2 separate regions of the Danio rerio genome follow, and region 2 is linked to region 1. A link is a contact called in public Hi-C data. All regions are on one chromosome and are shown on one strand. Each heading gives the region's core, a stretch centred on a gene start, on an enhancer-like site or on the middle of the called end of the contact. The rest is flanking DNA. Distances are from core to core; before and after follow the strand shown. Region 1 has its middle 40 kb from the start of zgc:77938. Region 2 holds the start of pitx2 (paired-like homeodomain 2).

The links. Hi-C and Micro-C count contacts between places; a contact is called where the count stands out from the background.
Region 2: a Hi-C map of embryo shows a contact between it and region 1, with 3 times the contacts expected there. The contact joins the promoter of pitx2 here to the enhancer-like site in region 1. A contact is called at or near these places in 2 of 18 Hi-C or Micro-C datasets (caudal fin and embryo).

What each region holds. Positions count from the first base shown.
Region 1 is chr14:40,548,419-40,555,298 of GRCz12tu, forward strand. No RefSeq gene overlaps it. Among named protein-coding and RNA genes, the nearest start is that of zgc:77938, 40 kb to the left of the region's middle. Within about 2 kb of position 1,288, at least 4 of the 62 cell types and tissues checked have an H3K27ac peak or open chromatin away from gene starts, as enhancers often do.
Region 2 is chr14:40,841,542-40,849,120 of GRCz12tu, forward strand. It overlaps pitx2 (paired-like homeodomain 2), which reads left to right and starts at 2,445. Exons shown (of 3, transcript NM_130975.2): 1 at 2,445-2,995; 2 at 3,701-3,900; 3 at 4,776-5,971. The coding sequence starts at 2,815. The coding sequence ends at 5,339.

The DNA of each region.
Region 1 (6,880 bases), core at 38-2,537:
GAAGGTCGCTGGTTCATGCCCCGGCTGGGTCAGTTAGCATTTCTGTGTGGAGTTTGCATGTTCTCCCTTTGTTTGCATGGGTTTCCTCCGGATGCACCTGTTTACCCCACAAGTCCAAAGACATGCGGTATAGGTGAATAAGCTAAATTGGCCATAGTGCATGTGTGTGAATGCAAGATTGTATGGGTGTTTCCCAGTGTTGAGTTGCTGCTGGAAGGCCATCTGCTGCATAAAACATATGCTGGATAAGTTGGTGGTTCATTCTGCTGTGGCAACCCCTAATTAATAAAAGGACTAAGCCGAAAAGAAAATGAATGAATGAAGAAATAAAAATTAAAGAAAAAAGTGAAATCACCGAGTGGCAAAGCAAATTATATTCAAATATTTTTCTCCATAAATTCATATTACAATTTGTTCATTCATTTATTTACACGTTTATTGTATGTAATTCAAATGCTTCTCACAACATTTCAATACAAAGTAACCACAATCATTCATTCATATTCACTTTCTCTCTTCCACACTCTCTACCCTAAACAAAATAGCACAGAGGATGATCAGTGATCCCTGGTAAGCCACATTCAATCGCTCCTAAACGGCTCTCGCTTCCTAGCAGAGAAATCACAGCAAACCTTTAAGTCACCAGCTAATTCTTTTTTCAGTTGTCTGGCAAGCCAAAAAAAAAAAAAAACTCCTGCGCTACAACTTAATACCAGACAGGATCACACAGAGAGTCCGACATCAATCTTCAGCTTCTGCTCTCCATTTTATTCCACCCATTCTCTGTTACATTCAGCACAAAAGTCACACACACACATACAAACACACACACACTTGAAGAAAAGATATGTTAAAAAACACATTTCCCTGAAACCTGCCCCCCACACATTCATATATATATATACACACACAAACACCCATACACACACACACATATACGTCCTGCCACTCGTGACCTCCCAATCCTAATCCAATCAATGAGGCCTTAGTCGTCTAATAAAGTGCTGCTCTCATAGTGCAACTTTATCCCTGCAGCTGTGCCGACCCGTTCTCCGGCCAGACCAGGCTCTCCCGCTTCCCTCTGATCACACATTTCAATATGAATGGAGCCAATAAGGGGGTGGATTAGGGGCTGGTTACTCCGTAAATCCCGGGCCGGCTTTGATGCCCCTGCCGGGTTTGGCCCCTCAGTCAAACGGGCAGCCGGCTCTGCCACCTGGCTCAGCCCGCTCGCTCTGTTTGCTCATATGCGCTGATTAAACATGGCATGGCTTGCGTGGCTGCACCGGGCAGCAGATGGCGCCGTGGTAGCTTTGCCCGATTGAGCAGGTGGAGGCGGGGCAGGCTGTGCTGGCTGACACTGGCACACATGGTGCGGGCACAGACCCTTGCCAACCTCGGGATGCATGGCAGGGAGAACAGCAAACATTCCTGTCCCATAGTAAACTGCTAGGCACAAACAGGGGTGTTTTTAACTCCCCCATTCCCACAACATCTGATTCCTAACTCCCCGCCATCCTCGCGCGACAGAGCTACTGCTGATTAATATTTGTTCTTCCTCTTTTGGGACAGAGCAGGACCCAGCTGATCCTGGGAGACGTCCTAATCCCCACTAGAGCCGCGCCAACAGGGGGCGTCGTTTCATTTCCAGCAGGGGGTCAAAGTGTCTGGAATGAGGCGCGCAGGGCAGGGCGTCAAGTTTTGGAGATTAAAAGTGGCGAGTAAATGAGAGAGTCAACTTAGGGTAACTTGCAGAGAGTTTTTTTTCTGCAAATGTTGGGGATTTGAACTGCAAACTTGCTAAGGGAAGACAATGCAGGCGGAAAGGGAACAAAAATGAACTAACAGTTATCACCATACTTCACGGGTTGATGCTTTCTAAAATGTTATTTTTAATTATGCAAGTGAGGCATTATTTAATAAAAATGACTTCTGACACTTAAATCTAAATATTGGATAGTGTCAAGTAAAAAAACTTTGCGTATCAGCAGTGGCGAATTTAACCAGTAAGTAAGGTAAGCGGCCCCTTAGAGCCCCAGGAAATCTGGAGTACCCAATAAATATCTAGACGTATAATTTCTAGAAGTATATTCAGAAGTATAAATAGAGGTAACCAATAAAATAATTATAACATTGTTTTCTATTATATTTTGTATGGTGAAAGTAAAACAAATAAAATGTTAATGTAATTAAATATTATTTAATGTACAATCAAATATATTATTATTATTATTAATATTATTATTATTGTATTAATGTGATGAGATGTAATAATAATACTATAAATTAAAATATTTTTATTTTAATTGTCCACAAATTTGTCCACCACCTCAAAAATGGAGCAGTCCAGCAGTCAAATATATATAAAAATGAATCATTAAAAATGTACAGACTGCATTAAGACAAAACGTAGAAAAGATGTTTGAGTTGTACAAAATATATTAGCAAAATATAGAAAAATAAAATAAAAGTAAAAAAGGGTGCATTTTAGGACTGTGGGACCCATGGCTGGAATCGTTTAGGGTCCCCAAATCACTAAATCCGCCCCTGCATATCAGTCATACCCATATAGAAATATGATGCATAGGAGTATATGCAAATTACATGCAGGTATATAACATACAAGTTCGCATTTGGGATTCATATGTATAAAATATATATGTGGGTGCTTACATGCATTTTTTTCTGACCTTTGGACTTTATTTATTTATACGTTCACATATATTAGATATAATCATATACAGTTGAAGTCAGAATTATTAGCCCCCTTGTTTATTTTTTTTCCGCAGTTTCAGTTTAATGGAGAGAAGATTTATTCAGCACAGTTCTAAACATAATAGTAATAATAATTTATTTTTCTAATAACTGATTTGTTTTATCTTTGCCATGATGATATTTTTCAAGACACTTCTATACAGCTTAAAGTAACATTTAAAGGCTTAACTAGGTTAAAGTTTTTCTCAGTCACTTTGGTGCATTTCTCACAACACTATTTACAATAGGAAATATTGTAAATATTTACAATAAAAAACTAAAACTTTTCCCCCTCTGAGCAAAATACATTTTATTTTGAGAAACAATAAAAATATTTTGTCTGGCTAAGTAATCAAAATAAATCATTGACTTTTGCTGTCTTCATTAGTTTCACAAACACTGATTTCTTTACAACTTGAAAAGGCATATTTAGATATATTTTCTGCTGGAGATACTGTTGTCCAAAAAAACAACAAAAAACGAACAAACAAACAAAAAAATAAAACATGTAAAAATATTATACAAACTGTAGGAAGGGTATAACAGATTTTTTTGCAGTTTTAAAAGCTTGACTTTTCCAAACCGTGGCATAGCTTGAAACTGGTAATTGTCCCATGCCTATTTCAAAGGTAAGCCAAACTACACTAAGCCAAAGTAAAATAAAAAAACTCAATTAAAAAAAAAAAAACTATTTTCAGATTTACATTAAAATACAATTTAATCAAAAGCTTTAGTTTAATTTTGAAGTGTTAATTGCTTATTGTAAAAATAGCAAAAGAACACATTTTTTTAGCAAGACACTTTTTTATGGTCTATTTTTATTATTTATTTATTGCCTTAAACTTTAAAGCAACTTGCACTGTTATCTTTCTGTTTTCATTTTAAATGTTATATTTTGGTATTTTCTGTTATTGCTTTAACTTACTTTCAAGATGTCTATATAATCCCCAACAGCATAACAAGAAACAAATATTGCTTAGGCCCAATATAGAGCCCAGTGGCACACCCTTCATAAACACAAATTGTTTACAAAATTTCAACATATATGTTGTATATATTTCATATATATATATGAAATTTCCCAAATAATGTCTAACAGAGCAAGGACATACTTACAGTATGTCTGATAGTATTTGTTTCTTCTGGAGAAGAAACTTATTTGTTTTATTTCGGTTAGAATAAAAGTAGTTTTTAATTTTTTAAACACCATTTTAAAGACAAAATTATTAGCCCCTTTAAGGTAATTTTTTTCCGACTGTCTACAGAACAAACCACCGTTATACAATAACTTGCCTAATTTCCCTAACCTGCCTACTTAACCTATTTAACCTAGTTAAGCCTTTAACTTTAAGCTGTATAAAAGTGTCTTGAAAAATATCTAGTCAAATATTATTTACTGTCATCATGGCAAAGATTAAATAAATCAGTTATTAGAAATGCGTTATTAAAACTATTATGTTTAGAAATGTGTTGAAAAAATCTTCTCTCTGTTAAACAGAAATTGGGGGAAAAATAAACAAGGGGGTTTAATAACTCAGGGGGGCTAATAATTCTGACTTCAACTGTATTTGATATTTAATCAAAACAAAAATTTGTAAGCCATATGTAATTTGCACATATTGATATATATTAGATTCCTATGTGGGAAGGTTTTTAGGGGACTCTTTTTTTTTAGTTTCATTTAATTTTGAAAATACTGAGAAATTTTTTTTGTAAAATAAAACGTTTGATTTAATCTGCCAAATTGTGTGTAATACAGACATAAATAAAATTGTTATGTATGGTGTACAGTACTGTTTGTAAGTGCTGGTATAAGAGAGTTTTATTGCAAAAATTATTTTGAAAAAATGGCATTTAAAAATGTCTTGCAAATAACAAAAAAATTGATACAATTTGAAGTGTGGCAAAAAGGAATGTTTAAAAAGTTTATTTTTGATGTCTTCTTTACATTAGACTGAAAAAAGTCACTTTATGAAAAGCCAAAAAGTCCAAAATCTTAAAACGAACAGGTGCATTAAAAAAGTATTTTCTCAAATCTGTCCGGTAGAGTCTGATTTTGTTTGTGTGCTTTAGTCTGCTGCCTGTTACTGAGAAAAGTAAAGAAGGGAACAAAGGAATTTCTGCGGGTCGGGAGGGGATATTAAATTTGATGTGCTCTTTCTCTCACTTTCGCACACATATATAGTGGCACACTAAACTGAGATGGATGTGACAGGTGTAGTTTGGTTGTATATATGAAGAAAAAAAAAACAAAGGTTGTTCTGTGTAAGGTTTCGAAGGTTGTAAAAACACAGCTGTTTTAAACGCCACACAAGCCGTTTTATTGTGCTCTATGCTTTCGCCATTAAGGAAAAGTATAGCAGCAATGCACAGTATGATGCTGGATATTTATCCATATTATATATTTAGACATCATATAAACAAAAGCTACAACCATATGTTTTTTAAACAAAGAGTGCCACATGATCAACTTATTTTCTATGAAAAAGATGATAATTAATACATTCTATATTCCATCATCATCAACCACATCAAGCAAAAACTAAAACTTAAATAAAAACATTAAAATATAAAATAACATATAATTGAATATTATTGCAATCTAAAGATAAACAATGTCTTAATTTAGTAATCAGATCTAAATCGACCCTGATGAAATGTATTTTTTTTGTTAAGAATTGCTTTGTGTATTATTTTATTTCGTTTTTGTTAAAAAATAAAATAAAATCATATCCAATCATATCACATATCACATATCATACATAATATCATATTATATCATATATCATATAAAATCAAATCTAGTCTTTTATCTTTTTATCAAATTATATTTTGTTTAAAAATACAACTGAAATGCTTTTTTTTTGTGTATTCACTGTTATACCATTATATAATACACTATACAAATGAAGTCAGAATTATTAGCCCCCCTGTTTATTTTTCCCCCTAATTTCTGTTTAACGAAGAGAAGATTTTTTTTTTCAAAACATTTCTAAACATAATAGTTTTAATAACTCATTTGTAATAACTGATTTATTTGATCTTTGCCATGATGACAGTAAATAATATTTCATTAGATATTTCTCAAGACACTTCTATACAGCCTAAAATGACATTAAAAGGCTTAACCAAGTTAATTAGGTTAACTAGGCATTATAGGGTAATTAGGCAAGTTATTGTACAACAACGGTTTGTTCTGTAGACTATCGAAAAAATAGAGCTTAAGGGGGCTAATAAGATTGAACTTAAAATGGTTTTTAAAAAATAAAAAGGCTTTTATTCTAGCCTAAATAAAACAAATAAGACTTTCTCTAGAAGAAAAATATTATCAGACATACTGTAAAAATTTCATTGCTCTGTTAAACATCATTGGGGAAATATTTAAAAAAATAAATAAAAAATGTCAATGGGGGTTTAATAATTCTCATTTAAACCAAACAAAGTAACCTATGATAACGGTCCAAAAACTAGTACACCCAAATGTATATGTTAGAGAAAAATACAAACAAAAATTTATGAAAGAGGAAAAATCAAGAGAAATAAAAAAAATTGTAGGCTGTAATTTTTGAAATTCTTGAATTTAATTGTCTTATCTTTCAATTTCTAAATATGTTTGGTGACTACAATACAATTTTAATACATATATCTGTTTAATAAATCTGTTTTGTTTAAATGCACCAAAACACATTGCCTATGTTCCCTGAGGAATGGAGAAAAATATTCTTTTTTTTAAATAAAGTGTACTCAGTTATGCTGAGCACTGTATATTCCTACATTTAGAAATAAAGCAGTTTTCCCCCATTAAAATATAAAACATTTAATAACTGTATTGACTTACAAGGTATTATTTTCCTTTTAAATTTTCCAAAAGTGAAAAAAAAAACTGGATTCAGCTTCAGACTTCATAAACAGAATAACAGCACTTTTCCTAAGTGTACAGTAAATGCATTAGATGACCTTAATACAATTTATGCACTTTAACAGTATACGAGTAGCCAAGCCATTTGTAATAATATGACACGGTTTGGATCATATCATGAAAACGCTGCTATTTCTCACACATCTGTAAATCCGGAGCGATATCTTCACTGCTGATATCTTTGGCTTTTAATGCTCTTATTTATAT
Region 2 (7,579 bases), core at 1,195-3,694, 290 kb after region 1:
TACAGAAACTCAGACAAAATTAAGGGCTAATAAAAGGTTGATACGCAATGCGTGTACGGCTTCTATATCATCTGGCATCTTTATTAAGCTAATTAAAGCAAATAAGAATAAACCACAAAATCTACTTAGTCGCATTTGTTTGCCTTTCTTTTCTGCTTCTCACTTTGCTGATACACAAGATAAAAGTAGAAAATGAGCATCAAAATGCAAACAGCAAAGTAAGGGGAAAAGGCATTCGAGAGACTTGATTACCGACAATCTCGTCTCTTGTGCGGTAATATATGCAACGCTTGTTAGATAGACTCGGGGGAAAAGTAAATGTGTAATGAAAGCCTCCTCGTGAGGAGGAATATACTAATGGAAGAATCTAATGTCCTCTTAATCCTATGGAAAAGGCTTTGTCGTCTCCCTTATATTGACTGAATTGGTAATTAATGGCTCTGTGGTGCGCCATGGCCAATAATCCACAGCAGGCAGTGAGAGCGCTCTGAAGCATTTTGAGGGTCCACAATAAATACAGAGCAATAATCTAGTCCACATATTTCAATGCGTTTAACAAAAATGCACTTGTGCCATTTTCAATAGAATTTCTATGAGTAAAAAATGCGTAACACCTGTCATTATTAAGCACATTTCAGTGGATGTAATTATGATTTTACATGAATAGTTTGTGTTTTCAGATGGTAGTACAATCGGTTTAAAATGAATAAAAATAGATTCCCTTGCGAATAGCGATAGACTTTTTACTTTCAAAAAGGGGAATAAATGGCAATGATAAAATGAATAGCAAGTGTTAAAAACAGGCTGAAAAATATTTTTTAATAATGTTCTGTGTCTAAGCACTAGTGCAATGAATACGAGGTCACATCTAAAACACCTGTACATACAAGATTTGTTGGTTCTATATATTCTCCATATTAAATAATATCCAGTACGAAAAATGTGAACTGAAAAAATGTCGTAGATAAGTCGGTCGGGTCGTTTTCGTAAGCAGTTGAGTACCCTTTCCCCCCTTAGTATGGACTTGATTTTGCAGGACACACACACACACAAAAAAAACTTTCTGTGGATCGCCAAGATACAATTAAAGTAATTATTTGATTGTTAATTTAACTTTAATCACAAAAGCTTTAATTTAGCAGTTTTCAAGATTGAGATCGGTTTATCCAAGTTTACTATATATATATATATATATATATATATATATATATATATATATATATATATATATATATATATATATATATATATATATATATAACCCATTTGCTTTGATATTTTCAGTCGAATGACTACAAAAAAATACAATCCTAAGTAACGCAACGAGAAAGGATTTTTCCTTCTCATCTCAAAAAACACCTAACCTGTAAAACTAACAATTCAAAATATACACAATTTTATTTGAAAATGAAGATCGGGAAAATTATAAATAAATTAAAGTTGTAACATAAATAAATGTTTGGCATTTAAATAAAATGCGCAGTTTTATATGATTTGGCATGTAAATGACGATGGCGATGTTTTGAAGAAACTTGACACAAGGTGAAGGAGCTGGAAGTCATTAAAGATGCTCATTTAAAATTCTTAAGCAGATGAGCGTCTTATCAGATTAAATGTAGCCTACTCAGTAAAAGAAAAGTGGGTGCTTTCTCTCCCGCGAAATAATCACGGGCCGAAAGTGTATACCTCGCCAAAGTAATATACCTCGCCAAAGTGCTTTTAATCCTTATATTAAATTATATAAAATGAATACAAGCCTGAATAAACTTAACTTTAACTTGAATATTTTTTTCCTAATATGATTTTTTTTTTTATTAGGCCTCTGTGTATCATTTATGATTAAACTTTTATATGGGACAGGTTTACTTGAAAAGAAAGAAAGAAAGAAAGAAAGAAAGAAAGAAAGAAAGAAAGAAAGAAAGAAAGAAAGAAAGAAAAACAAACAAACAAACAAAAACAAAAGTATTTGACACTGTCAATTCAAGCTAATGAATAATAATAGATAATAATAATAATAAATAAAAGATTTTGTGCAGTTGTTTAGTCTGTGTTTGTTAAGTCTGGTGAAATTGTTTTATTGACGACAGAACTCTCTAAAGTTACAACGCTAATAATACGCTTTATTTTGTTGTAATAGCTGCTGAGAAAACCTAACCTGGGTTTTGAGCGTCAGGTGTACCATGATAAATGTTAAGTGATGTTAAATCAAGTGAATGCACGTTTTTTTTATTTACATGTTTTTAGAGAGATAGAAAAACATCTCAAACTGCATAGGCTGCATTTTCTCATTTCTTGGGCCGATTCATAGTCGGTTTGCCATAAAAGCTGACATGTATAGGGTTTAATGTTCCGTCAGATTGAGGGCGGAGTTTGTGACGTCAGGACGCATAGAGCAGCTCGGTTGGACAGATAGAGGGACAGCTGAAATGAAGAGCGAGGGCTGTGATGTGCAGGAGAGTGTGTGTGTATGCAAGTGGATATAATATCACATACCTGTCCCTGTCACTCTGGCTTTCCTTGCTCTCGGCTGAAACCGAGATATCTTTTACCCAGTCGAAACGGGAAAAAAATCTTTCCTTAACACTGGGCTTGTTTAATCATATTTTTTTATTATTAAAGCCGTTTCAGGAGTGTCGCTTTTAGTGGTTTAAATGAGAAAGGAGCACTGGCAACGCTTGCCGATACTTCACTGCTGGACACATTCGTTTCTTTCTTTCTTTTATTTCTTTTATTTATTTATTTATCTGTATTTGTGACCTGCGCTGAGGAAGTTATAGCTGCTTGCGAGCCGTCGGTAAATCGCTTGTCTTATCCATGACCTCTATGAAGGATCCGTTGAGTTTGGACCACCATCATCACAATCACCACGTTACCGGGAGTAAACACACGCCGCTTTCGATGGCCTCTAGTCTGCAACCGCTTCAGCGGTCTGTGGACTCGAAACACAGGCTGGATGTGCACACGGTTTCAGACACCTCCAGTCCAGAGTCCGTAGGTAAGACCTGAGGAGATTTTTAACTTGAGTGTTTTTGGTTTTGGTGTCAGTTATCATTAAGTGTTCTTCTCGAGAAAGAAACATTTTAAAACTTCGCTCGGTGTGAAAACAGAGTGGGTTAGCCGACAGAGCGAGCCATGTAAATATATCAAGAGGTGGAACAGGCAGTTGATTCGTAGGGCTATTGAAATGAGCTACATAAGTCATACCCTTTGACAGGACTTTATTTACTTAAATTGTTTGTGAAAATGTGGGCTTCACGAATGTTTACACAGTGGCAACTGCGCTTTGTACAGAATAGAGCAAACATTCCCAAACTACAATGTCATTGCTTTCGTGTGATAAAAAAATGCATGCTGCATTTATGGCGGTTAAAATATTTTCTAAATCCTGCATTAGCATTTGAACATTGGGTTTTTACCGGTACTGTTGGCTTTGCCAGAAAAAAGGATGTTAGGATGTTAAAACGAGCGTTATAATAAATTTAATTCAGGAACATCATTAATTAAATTTCGCCCGTTAAATTGTTACCAGGGAACCAACTTGTTATGTTACCATGATGTCAAATATCTTCAATTCAATAAAAAGGAATTAGAGATTTGTCTCCCTCACGCACACTTCTCTAATGTGTCAAAACCGTGCCTGAAGCTTGTTCCTCTGCAATTAAATATTTGTTTAAAAAGAGTGTTTCCTTTTGCATTACAGAGAAAGAAAAGGGACAAAGTAAAAACGAAGATTCGAACGATGACCCGTCGAAAAAGAAGAGACAAAGGCGGCAACGAACGCATTTTACTAGCCAGCAGTTACAGGAACTGGAGGCCACTTTTCAGAGGAATCGCTATCCGGACATGTCGACTAGAGAGGAGATCGCCGTTTGGACAAATTTAACAGAGGCCAGAGTCCGAGTAAGTTTGATAAATAAAATTACAAGAAAATAATATGTGATATAACCCTTAATATTTTTATAGTTTTTCTTTTTGTGTGTGTGTGTGTGTGTGTGTGTGTGTGTGTGAATTAAATCTATTATTTACTATTAAAATTCAACATAGCCTATTAGCTTAATGCTGAATTAAACGTAACGTAATTTTAGTGCATATTTCATAGATCCACTAACAATAAAAATAAAGATATATTTCTGAAATATATATTTTTTTTGCGTTGTTGTATGTGTTTTACATGTAAATATTTTTGTTCATACATTAACTTACTTTTTAGCTAGTCTAATATGCAGGCGCTGCATTCTATGCTTGCTAATTTTCCATAACGTTAATTGGGTTGCATACTAAATATGATTTTGTTTAATTGTTTAAATAAAAAATCTGTTATTGTATGTTAAGAGGCTAATTATAGGTGAGTCAAATTGTTTGCAATCAACACGAAATAAAGACTGACGCCCAAACGATGACTGACTTTAATGGAGTCACACAGTCGCCTTTTAAGAGGTGCAAAGCTTTTATTTTGTGATTGTCATTCTCGTGTTGTATATACTTAGGGTTAGTGTGTCTCCGCCTGCTTAGCGAGAATACACATTTAAAGCGTCGGGCGCTAAAAGTCTGAATGTGTATTGGGATTCCCGGGATCAGACAAGATTCCGGGTGACTGATAAAAAGTGACTTAATTAGGGAACCTAACTGAGTTTGACACCACCACCCATATCATTTATCTAGCCTACCTAAAACAAACGGAGCAGTCCGTGTTGTTCTAACTCGATGACAGTCTTGCATTGCTTTAGATAGACTAATTAATTATGTAGGCTAATTCTTTTCTACAATTGTTGCAGGTGTGGTTCAAGAATCGACGGGCAAAATGGAGAAAAAGGGAGAGGAATCAACAGGCTGAGCTGTGTAAAAACGGTTTCGGCCCTCAATTCAACGGACTTATGCAGCCCTACGATGACATGTATCCCAGCTATACGTACAACAACTGGGCTGCAAAGGGACTCACGTCGGCCTCTCTGTCTACCAAAAGCTTTCCCTTTTTCAATTCCATGAATGTCAATCCGCTGTCGTCCCAGACCATGTTCTCTCCACCTAACTCTATCTCTTCAATGAGCATGTCCTCCAGTATGGTTCCGTCTGCTGTCACCGGTGTACCAGGATCAAGTTTAAACAGCCTCAATAACTTGAATAACCTCAGCAACCCCTCTCTAAATTCGGGGGTTCCCACGCCGGCGTGCCCTTACGCCCCACCGACGCCTCCGTATGTTTACCGGGACACTTGTAACTCCAGTCTTGCCAGTCTGAGACTGAAAGCCAAGCAACACTCGAGTTTTGGATACGCGAGCGTGCAGAATCCGGCCTCCAATCTCAGCGCCTGCCAGTACGCAGTGGATAGACCGGTGTAAGAGACGACTGTAGAATTTACAATCCGAATCCCAGGAACAAGAGACTACACTTTTTGTTTCAAGGGCACTAGAAGAATAAACCACTGAAACGCGTCCAATCCTGTGATGGAATGTCAAGCGGGAACGGAAGGCAAAGGCTCCATTGCTAATAAGATTTGTTCTCTACACTAGCAAGTGCACACTAGCCAGTGAAGAGATTAGGATACCACAATATTTAACAACAAAAAAAATCTCATTTATTTTGACGTTTTAATTTTGGACAGTAATTGACTGAACGGTTGTATATAGGCTATACATATATCTTAATATCATCTCCAATTTGTAGAAGCGAAAGCTCTAACTCTTAAGCATTTTCAAGAATTCAGTTCAACACAGCATGTGGAAAACTTACAGGAATCATGTCTTGCTTGCGATCAAGGGAATGTACATACTAAACGCACCAGTCGTGTGTGATATTATAAATTTATTATTAAATGTCTGTGTGAATATAGATCTAGAATAGCAACCCTGGGTAATAATACGCAAATGTTTCTGCGAAATGAACTTGGTTTTTGCTCTGTGTATAATATTTGGTACGGAATTTTTGTTTCGTTTTTCAACATCCCAAAAATAAACTATTGTGTTTTATTTAATGGAAGTAAATATATTGTTCTAAAACATTTCAGAACGTTTTCTTCACAATTATTGAATTCAATTATTGATGGTTGTATGTGGCACACAATTGTGGCATTTCTACCTTTTATAAAGACTCAGAGGGAAGGAAAAAGTATCTAATACACATCAGCTTGACATGAGTCCGGTGAAGAGGGCGAGATGTCCCGAGCAGATTAGGAGTCGAATATACAAGACTGACTAGAGGCTGGGCCTCCAGTGATCAGCGACGCTTGAAATAACAGCAATAAGATCAGGCCAGGATGGACCACACATCACTGGACCATCTGCCAGCTGAACTCCTTTAAAAAAATTAATATGAAGTGATACATGATTGTCCATTAAGCTCAATAGAACGTGTGCAAGTTGAAAACAAGGCTCATGTGTCATATGAATTATGGATTACTTAGAATAATATATAAACCGCCATCCCACTGTGCAAACAAAACTGCATTTTTAGCAGACTCGCAGTAGGCGCGTGTAATTACAAGTGATCGCGACAATGAGTGTCAATTGACTGGCTGTTTGTAAACAAAGAAATCTCACAGCGTCAAATTACTGTATGGAAACGGTTTTAAAATAGAGTTAAGGGGATTAAGGGAAATGTGTCGCCCTAATAGAACATAACTGCGTTTGTGATTGGTACAGTTATTTAACTCCAGCTCAATAATAACTTATTGTCTTTCACGGGAAATACTTATACTGCACTATTGTTAGCCGCCCTCTGTTGTCCATCATTAACTTCGCTGAAGTATAGCGGATAAAGTACTTAATAGAACGGACAATGACATTCATTGAAAGCCAATCAAAACAAAGGCAGGTATGCCACATAGACAGGCGTTTGTATGAGTGTGATTCTATCCATGAAATTCATGTCACAGCGCGTACAGAACAGGATGAGAGAAGAACATGTACTTTGAGTAGTGTGGTTGGAACAACACAAGCGTGCTGTTAAACATGAATACTCTCATATAGTGATGATTAATGGAGCAGACAGAACAAGGGTGGAGAAAACAGTAAAATTGAATGCTACAATTACATTTATTCGAAATAATAGCGTGTTGTTGTTGAATGAAAACTAAAACGCCTTCGCTAATTTATAGCGTCTCCGTTAAAACAACAAATGCTTGTCTAAAATCCACAGATCGTAAATCATCCGTTTTCAGGTGTACATGCTCCTGGTTCTCTCAGTGAAGAGCTCTCAATCTAACCAGGCCTAAATTATTCATTCCCTGCAACATGACGGTCTGGGGTCCCAATACACATCTCAATAAACACTGTGAGCGGGGGGCCCACGGGAGCAATACATAGCAGATTCAGAGAGGAACCCTTCAGTCGGCCTAAACACAGCCGGGAAAGCTGTTGCCTCAATTTTCTAGAAGACTGCAGAAAGGTAAGGCATTTTAATGCGCATTATCAGCATAAAACTAAAAACATGCCCTTGCATGACGAAGAGAAGCGCCAAAAGTTTGCATGCATATAACTAGTTTTCTTTATGCTAAAGACTTTCACGCAGAGTTTTGGCTGGCTGACTTCTTGGTTCTTTTATAAACGGAGTAGTCTTGTTCCATGTCTGCTTTAAGACTACT